Linked DNA regions of Gossypium hirsutum: region 2 is linked to region 1. The links are chromatin contacts, called in public Hi-C maps. All regions are on one chromosome and are shown on one strand. The core of a region is the stretch at or near the end of the contact, and the rest is flanking DNA. Distances in the headings are between cores, read along the strand shown.

Region 1 (4,148 bases), core at 976-3,475:
TTATAGTTCAGACTCGACGATCAGGTCGGGTATAGGGTGTTACGCCGATACTCTCATCTATATTTTTTTTAAACATTATTATTTTACATGTTAATTCGATTACTCATTCCGTGTTATTCGTATTACCGGCTGAAATTCAATAAAAAAATCATACCATTTCGTTATTGATTCATAATTTATATTAACCATTTTGTCCAATGAACTCTAGTAAACCAATTCAGATACATAGATAACTACACCACACCAGAATGCACCATATTGCTGAACAGAGGCACCGAAGTGCAATCAGAGGCAGCGAAGTACAATCAAAGGCATCGAAGTGCAATCAGAGGCGTCGAAGTACAATCAAAGGCACCAAAGTGCAATCAGAGAGTACATAAATGCTAAATAGAGAGCACAAAAGTGCAAATTAGAGAGCCTAGAAGTGATAATTAGAAAGCATAAAAGTGCTAAATAGAGAGCACTGAAGTGCTAATCAGAGATCCAATTTCATTATAAATTCGATTCTCTTTATATCGATCTCAATATCATTAATTCATCAATTAAGATATCATTTCATACATAGCACAGCATGATTCGTCTCAATTCCAAGCCAATTTCACCAAGTTACATTATTTTCAATTTAGTCATCTATATCTTTAATAAATCAAATTCATACCAATACGATTCAATCAATCATAATCAACTATCAATTCAATAAATATCTTAAATTTAAATTCATCATATTCAATTTATCATTTCTTTACAATTTAGTCCATATCTCACATTTTGTACCAAATTGAAACAGTTTAAAATTACTATCTAACATACAAAAATTCATAATTAAATTATATAAAAATTTAAATACAATCATACCATATGGACTTACATGGAAAAAACAACAACGGATAAGCTTTCAGGGACTAATATACAATCTTCCCTTTTTCGTGATTATCCTCCGATTAGTTTAAATCTCGATCTATATCATAATTCAGTTAAATTATCAGTTCCAAACATCAATTAACAACCTACTATAATCATGTATCATTTCAATTTCATCTATCAGATATTCCTTCAAGTTTTGCATTTTATTTAATTTAGTCTCTAAAACCGGAACAATTATAACTTTCACATTTAAGTTTTGTTTTTCAATCTGATTTCAATTTCATCATTTTATAACCCTAAATTATCTATAATTACAAAAATTTCATGTAAATTTTGAAATAGTTATACTTTAGTCACTAAGTTCAAAACTATCAATTTTCACTTTACAATTTAGTTCTTTTTCATATCTAAGCATCAAATCTAACCAAATAATATCAATTTCATCGAGCATTCTTCAATGGTAACACTTTGAAACTTTAACAGTTTTGAAAAATAACACTCGGGTTAGCTAAATCGAGCTTCAACGATCCCAAAACATAAAATTTAAGAAAAATGGGCTTAGTTTGACTTATCATGCAAGAGGATCAAACAAGTTTGAAGTAAAACAATGGTTTCTCAAAGTTTTCTTTTGTGTTTTTGGTTGAAGATGAAAGAAATAAAATGGATGATAACTTTTCTTTTCATATTTTATGTATATCATATTATTATTAAAGTTTTACTATTTTAATAAAGGAAATCAATCCAACCATCCACTACCATTAAAAAGTAGTTAATTTCCACTTTAAACCTTGGTTAATTTACCATATAAGCCTTTTAACTAATAAAAATCTATAGTGATTAACTTTTACCACCTTTATGGTTTAGTCCTTGTACCATAATTAGTCACTAATTCGGCAATATTACTTATCTAAAATTCGATTCACCTATATAACAAATCTGTACACATTTAATAAAAACACTTATGGGCTCGTTTTACTAAAAAGAGTAATATATAATTTTTTAAAAATTTGTAAAATTTATGTTTTAATTTTTTTGAACAATTTCTGATTATATTTGTTTTTTTGACACAATGTCTAAACTACTCATAGCTCCTCCCAACCCATACACATCGACACACTAGAATTCACATCCACCTATTAACAACAATATAAATATTAATCAAAGTTAAAAAACTCAATCCACTAATAGTTTTTTTTTTTAAATTTCAATTAAGAATCGGTTTCAACTTTTGCATCCAAATATATCAATTGGTTGCCATATCTTAGAAACGTAGTTAGCAGCACGTTATTCGTATAGGCCCCACACCTTTTTGAAGATATCATCTTATATTATTATATATATTACGAAAAGATTCAATTTTTTCTTTTTTCTTTTTTAACCGTCAGATCTTCTTTTCCCGTCACAGCCTTCCCTTCCATAATTCAGTTTCACATTCTCCGTTTCTTCCTCAATATTTTCTTTCTAGCCAAACAAACAGAAGAAAGAAAAAAAAAACACAGAATCATGGGCGTCGATTATTACAATATTCTGAAAGTGAATCGTCACGCCAACGAAGAGGATCTCAAAAAGGCTTACAAGAGGCTGGCCATGATTTGGCACCCCGACAAGAACCCTTCCTACAAAAGACCCGAAGCCGAAGCCAAATTCAAGCTTCTCTCCGAAGCTTACGATGTTCTATCAGATCCGATGAAACGACAGATCTACGATCTTTACGGCGAGGAGGCTCTCAAATCCGGACAATTCCCGCCTCCTAACCAATCTCACGCTTCCACGTCGGCGTCGTATCCCCGCGGAGCTGGCCATTACTATAATAATAGTAATAATAATCAGAGGCAGCAGCAACCGAATACGGGTCCTTTCAGGTTTAAGCCGAGGGACGCGGATGATATATACGAGGAGCTGTTTGGGGCGGAGGCCAATGGTGGAAGAGGAAATAGAGGGTTTAGAGAAGGGAATTTTAGGAATAGTAATGGTTACGGGACTAGTAGCACTACTAGTAATGGAGAATTGAGGAAAGCCGCTGCCGTGGAAAATGTGTTGCATTGTAGCTTGGAAGAGCTTTATAAAGGTGCCAAGAAGAAAATGAGGATTGCGAGGAATGTTTTTGACCCTTCCGTCTCAGGGTAAGCTAAGCTTCTTCTTCTTCTTCTTTTTTTTTTTCTTTTTTTTAAAATTTATAAGTCTTTTAACTTTAATGATGGATAAATTGATATTTGTCTTTTGATATTATTATTTTTTTATTGGGATTTATGTCATTGAAAAGACGAGAACTTTGTTTGTCTGATAGTGAAATGTTTGTTGGAGTACAAGAACCCTTTTGTTGCTTGATGGCAGGCAATGCTATATTTTTAATTGCTTCTTATAAAGATGCAAATGATATATTTTTACTAGAGTTGAGTTTGAGCTACATTCTATTTGGCATCCAATGCTAGTGGTGTGAGTAATTAAGATACTTTTCCTCCAACTAGTAGTTCGCAATTTGAAGAGGATGGATTGTTCTACATGATTGTTTTTTCTTTGGATTAAATTTCTTGTTCTATTTGGTTTTATTTATGGTCAGAAAGTATTTCGAGTTGTTTGCTATGAATTCCGGTCAACTGAAGCACTTTCGCATTTACTTAAATCAATGTTGTGGGAGTCATTGCCTTGCATGGTTGACTCGAGGAAGGAAAGGTCATCTTCTGTTTTCTTGATGATCATAAGAAGTACCAAACCATAATTTTGTGGAATGTGAGATTAGCAATAGGCAAGCAGAGACTGTTGACTCCGTTAGCATTCCCTAGTCAGGTATTTCAGGTTGGTTAGAGATCATATGTTCAAACATTGCTACCCTCCTACTGTACAGAATAAGTGAATTCCTGTTAAGGGTGATCAATTATTTGAACATCACAGCTTTGAAGATGCTTTGTGAGGGAATCTAGTGATTTTGAGTCACCTAAATCTCCTCAATAATCTTACTTAAAATTTCTGTAAGGTACTTTTCTCTTCTAGACTGTAAGATGCATTAGTAAGGACATTTTGTTCTCTGAAGTAAAGATTCTGGGAGTTGAATAATTCTGTTTCATTTTTTGGCAGGAGAATATTCTGGGATAAGAATTGGTTTATACACCCCGTATCATTCCATCTTTAAAGGCATCACCCCCAGTGGGGAATTCTGTTTATGGATCTTGCTAACATGTCATATTGTTCTTCTGGGTTGGCATAAATAATGGTTTCTGTCTTGGATTTTGTAGTTGGTTTGAAGTGGGATCCTTTTATTTGTTTTGGATGTATGGTTAAGTTTT
Region 2 (4,148 bases), core at 605-3,104, 130 kb after region 1:
AGATGAAATTTGTTATTAAATTTCTCGTTATATGTACTTTTTCAACAATAGTGAAGTAGTACAATTGATACAAATTATGTAAATCAAAGGCAAAGATCTTGATCATGCATCAAGATTGTATTCTCTCCCTTAAATCATAAAAAAAGTGCAACTTAAAAAGATTATCCAACAACTCTTCTCATAAAAAAAGACGTTATTTAATTACATTCCTTGCATGGAAGTAAAGCAAACCATTGAGGGTGCCATTGATTGATCTCTCAATTTATATATATACATATACATATACACACATATACACATATGGATTGCATTGTAGATATATAACTTAATAAGTCCAAGACCAGAAAGGATGATCTTCAACAGGGAAACCAAAATTAGACAAACTTGCAGGAGGATGTAAGCTATCTTCTTCATCTTGTGATAAATCAGACTGGTCTGGTTCGAAAGGGTAAGATGAATCAGCAGCCTCCAACAGTGAAGAATGAAACTCATCACTGTAATATTGTGGGATATTGTCGGAGTCAATATCTTCTTGTTTACAGGCTGCCATTGAAACAACAATTGGCTTTTGTGATGGTTCTTGTAATAATAATGGCTTCACATCAGAAAATTCTGAGTTCCTTCGCTCATTTTCTTTCGTTTGCAACTTATCTGTGAGTTGAAGAACCTATAAAAACAACCACAAATATAAGATAGTAACATGAAAATAATCAAGATTTAAGTTCGTGTAAAGCTGCTTGTTAATTACCTCTTCTTTTAGTTTATCTTTTTCCTTGAGGAGATCATCATAGTCAGCCTTGAGGCTATTATACATGGCTAGCAAAGTGTCATAGTCTTTCTCCAGCTGCTTTGTTTTCCACCGTGCACGGCGGTTCTGAAACCATATGGCAACTTGCCTGGGTTGTAACCCAAGGTCTTTAGCCAGTTGAATTTTCCTTTCAGGTTCGAGCTTGTTGTCGACCTCGAAACTCTTCTCTAGAAACTGGATTTGGTCAACAGTTAGCCGTCTTTTCTTCTCAGGTTGATGAAAACACTCTTCTAAATACTCATCATATCCATTCTCTTGTTCATCAAACATCTTGAAAATTGATCTTTTGGGCCTGTTTGTTTTAAGGGAATCTTCAAAGCTTACCATCGATCTTGTCCCTGAAAATTGCCAATCAATTGAAGTTGCAAAATTTATGAAAAAGTAAGGATATTTAGATAAACCCAAAGTGAGAACAAGATAGTAAAAATACCAAGAAAAGAAGGAGAAGGAGAAGAGCCTGGAATGAAAAGGGGATGAAGCCTTTGATTTTGAAGCAAAACAGAGAGATTGTTAGGAACGCCATCAGTGGTATCATTATTACTAGGATAGACCCTCCCACCCGCCATGAGAATTTGAGGCTAAAAGGGATCAAACGTTGTTGTTGTTGGTTGGTTTTTAGGGAATCATCTTAATCCTCAAAACCATTATACAATCTAAAAACAAAAGAAAAATGGCCACCATGGTATTTGGGGTTTCTCAAGGCTTGTGGCGAAAGAAGCTGGTGATGATGATTTGTGCGAAATGAGAAGTGTTGGAACAACGGCAGCTCATGCCCATCACTCATGAGAAGAAGCTAAAATTTTGTTGAGATTTGGCAGTGGGGAAAGTGAAGGAAAGCTGGGAGAGACAAAGGAAAAGGGAAGTGGCAAATTGAAAATAAAAAAGAGAAGGGGACTCTTTATCTTGGAGTTGTTGAGCTTTGATGGGGTAATAATAAGGTCCAGCTTATGGGGGGTTTCGTATTTTGGGGATTGGTGTGCTTGTAGTTACTTTGATGCCCCCCTTGCTTTTACTTTTGTTTATGAACTCTTTTTAAGGGGTTCTTTTCTCCTTTAATTTTCTTTATGCCTTTATTTTTCTTTATAGATTTTCGGGTGTTTTATAGAGAGGTTGATTTCGGTTAAATCGAAAGTAAAGTTTAGTCAAACTCTTAAATGAAAGGTAAAATTTTTACGCACTTGACCTAAACGATAATCAGATTATAGCATATTCACTATATATGTAACAAGTTTATCAAAAATTAATATAAAAATAAAATATAGTTTTGATTAAAAGAGTAAAATTGAGATAGTTAAAAATATAACATTTTAAATTAATATCATGATGCTATGCTTTTTATTTTTCTTTTAAGTTTATTAAAATATAAAAACACCCTTAAAATAATATAAATTAATATTCTTGAAAAGCATATCCTTTTCAAAAATAAATTTCCACTAATACCATAATATCATCATAAAATATAATAATTAAAACAATGGGGTATTGAGATAGTTGAGGGCTTAGGAAAGAGGCACAAAGCCAACATTAAACTCAAAATAATATCTTTTAAGAGAGATAGTAAATGAAATCATGCATTTGGTCATGGTTGAGAGGAAGACGAAAATAAGATGGCCGTCGTTCAAAGGTTGGAATGGGAATAACTCAATCCTTCTCTTTTCATCCAAAAACAAATGGTTAACACTAAAGTCAGTTGAATATTTAAAATAAAGAATGAGAGGGATAAGGCAAAGGGAGAGGTGTGGGGGAAGAAGACAAGAGAAAAGAAGGGTGTAAAAAGAAAATCAAATAAGTCGGTTTCAGGAGAGGAGTGGATGAGGTCGAAATTTAAGGGGCATACACGAATGGTTTGGTTCACTCAGCCTGGCCCTTCATGTTCCCTGCACTACCCCACCACCCACTCTTGCCTCTTGCTCTCTGCCCCCATCTTTCCTCCCTTTCAACGTTTCCTTTTGGTTCTCGTGATTCCCCTCTATCAACCACATCACTCAATTCCAGTATCTTTGTTAAGAAAGTTTTTATATTAAGAGTTAGATTATATTTCGCCTCTTTTACTAAAAAATAATATAATTAATTTTATATGTTACATCAAAGAGTAAACTGATCTTTCGATTATAATTTCATCCAATTTTACTTTTAAAAACTGGTCTTTATACATTAGCGCATGATGTATACATGACACAACAAGTGTAATTATTTAATTATTCTGTCAGCTACGTCAATTTTTATAAAAAAAAAAGTAAAATTTTTAATTGCTATTTGATCAAATATACAAGAATTAGTTCATCTATTTTTATCATTAAACAAGACAAAATTTAATATAACCACTTTTATAATTTTATTTGGTATAACCCCATTTCAGATTGGATCTCATCACTAGTCTAATGATTACAGCATTCATTCTATCATTTATATTCGAGTCAAGAGGCATTTATATATTTTTACTTTTTGAAAATATTAAAATCAATAAACTGGTGCTATTTACATATTTTTACTTTTTGAAAATTTACACTAAACCACTGTAATTTTTTAATACCTTTTATCAATTTATTTAATCTCAATTTCGGATTCCATATCAAACTAAAAATTCTTTTAATTCTCGATGAGCTGATCGAGTCAAATGATTTTCAACCATAATCATGAACGAAAATACGAATGCTAAACTTCTTTTTCTTTTCTTTCTTTTTTTTCCCTAAAAACCAATACTGATGACATTAACAATGCCACTAGAGCATTTTAGAGTTACATATGAGAGATGCCCATTTTTAATTCATTAAATTATCACTAATTTTGCATTTTGTTTATTCAATTTTAAAAAGCGAAATGGTTATTAAATTATTCAAAAGTTTTTATTTAAGTTATTGGGTGGCTAAATTTTTTTTCTTAAAGTCAGACTAGTGAGCTCTAAGCGACAATTCGACGACCAATTTAATAGATCAATACTCATCGACGAGTAGAAGAACATACCTTAGATCCAAGTCGATCTAATGAATAGTGTCGAAAATCAGAGAAGAAAGCTGTTCGGATTTTAGTTCACAAATTTATAAACTGTTTCATGAAAAAAATTGAACTGTAGAAGAGAAGGGGAATGAGAGTTTTTGATTGGTGTAGGTGGTGCGAATAGAGAAAGCAATACATCAACGATTTTAATAGCCTAGTAATTTAAGTAAAAACTTTTGAATAGTTTAGTGACCATTTTGTAACTTTTTGAAGTTGAATGACCAAAACATAAAAGATAGCAATCTAATTTTGTGTTTTTAATGTATCTATTTCTGGCTAATTTTTTAATAGAATACTACTAAGCTTGTGATTTCTTACTTAAATTTTTTCAGGGATGAAATTG

What was found. Hi-C and Micro-C count contacts between places; a contact is called where the count stands out from the background.
Region 2: a Hi-C map of leaf shows a contact between it and region 1, with 2.1 times the contacts expected there. The contact joins the promoter of LOC107949842 here to the promoter of LOC107950098 in region 1. A contact is called at or near these places in 2 of 34 Hi-C or Micro-C datasets (both in leaf).

The regions. Positions count from the first base shown.
Region 1 is chrD03:37,403,485-37,407,632 of Gossypium_hirsutum_v2.1, forward strand. LOC107950098 (dnaJ homolog subfamily B member 4) reads left to right here and starts at 2,226. Exons shown (of 2, transcript XM_041090055.1): 1 at 2,226-2,987. The coding sequence starts at 2,368.
Region 2 is chrD03:37,536,332-37,540,479 of Gossypium_hirsutum_v2.1, forward strand. It overlaps LOC107949842 (homeobox-leucine zipper protein HAT5), which reads right to left and starts at 1,855. Exons shown (of 3, transcript XM_016884619.2): 1 at 1,239-1,855; 2 at 749-1,146; 3 at 162-667. The coding sequence starts at 1,374. The coding sequence ends at 326.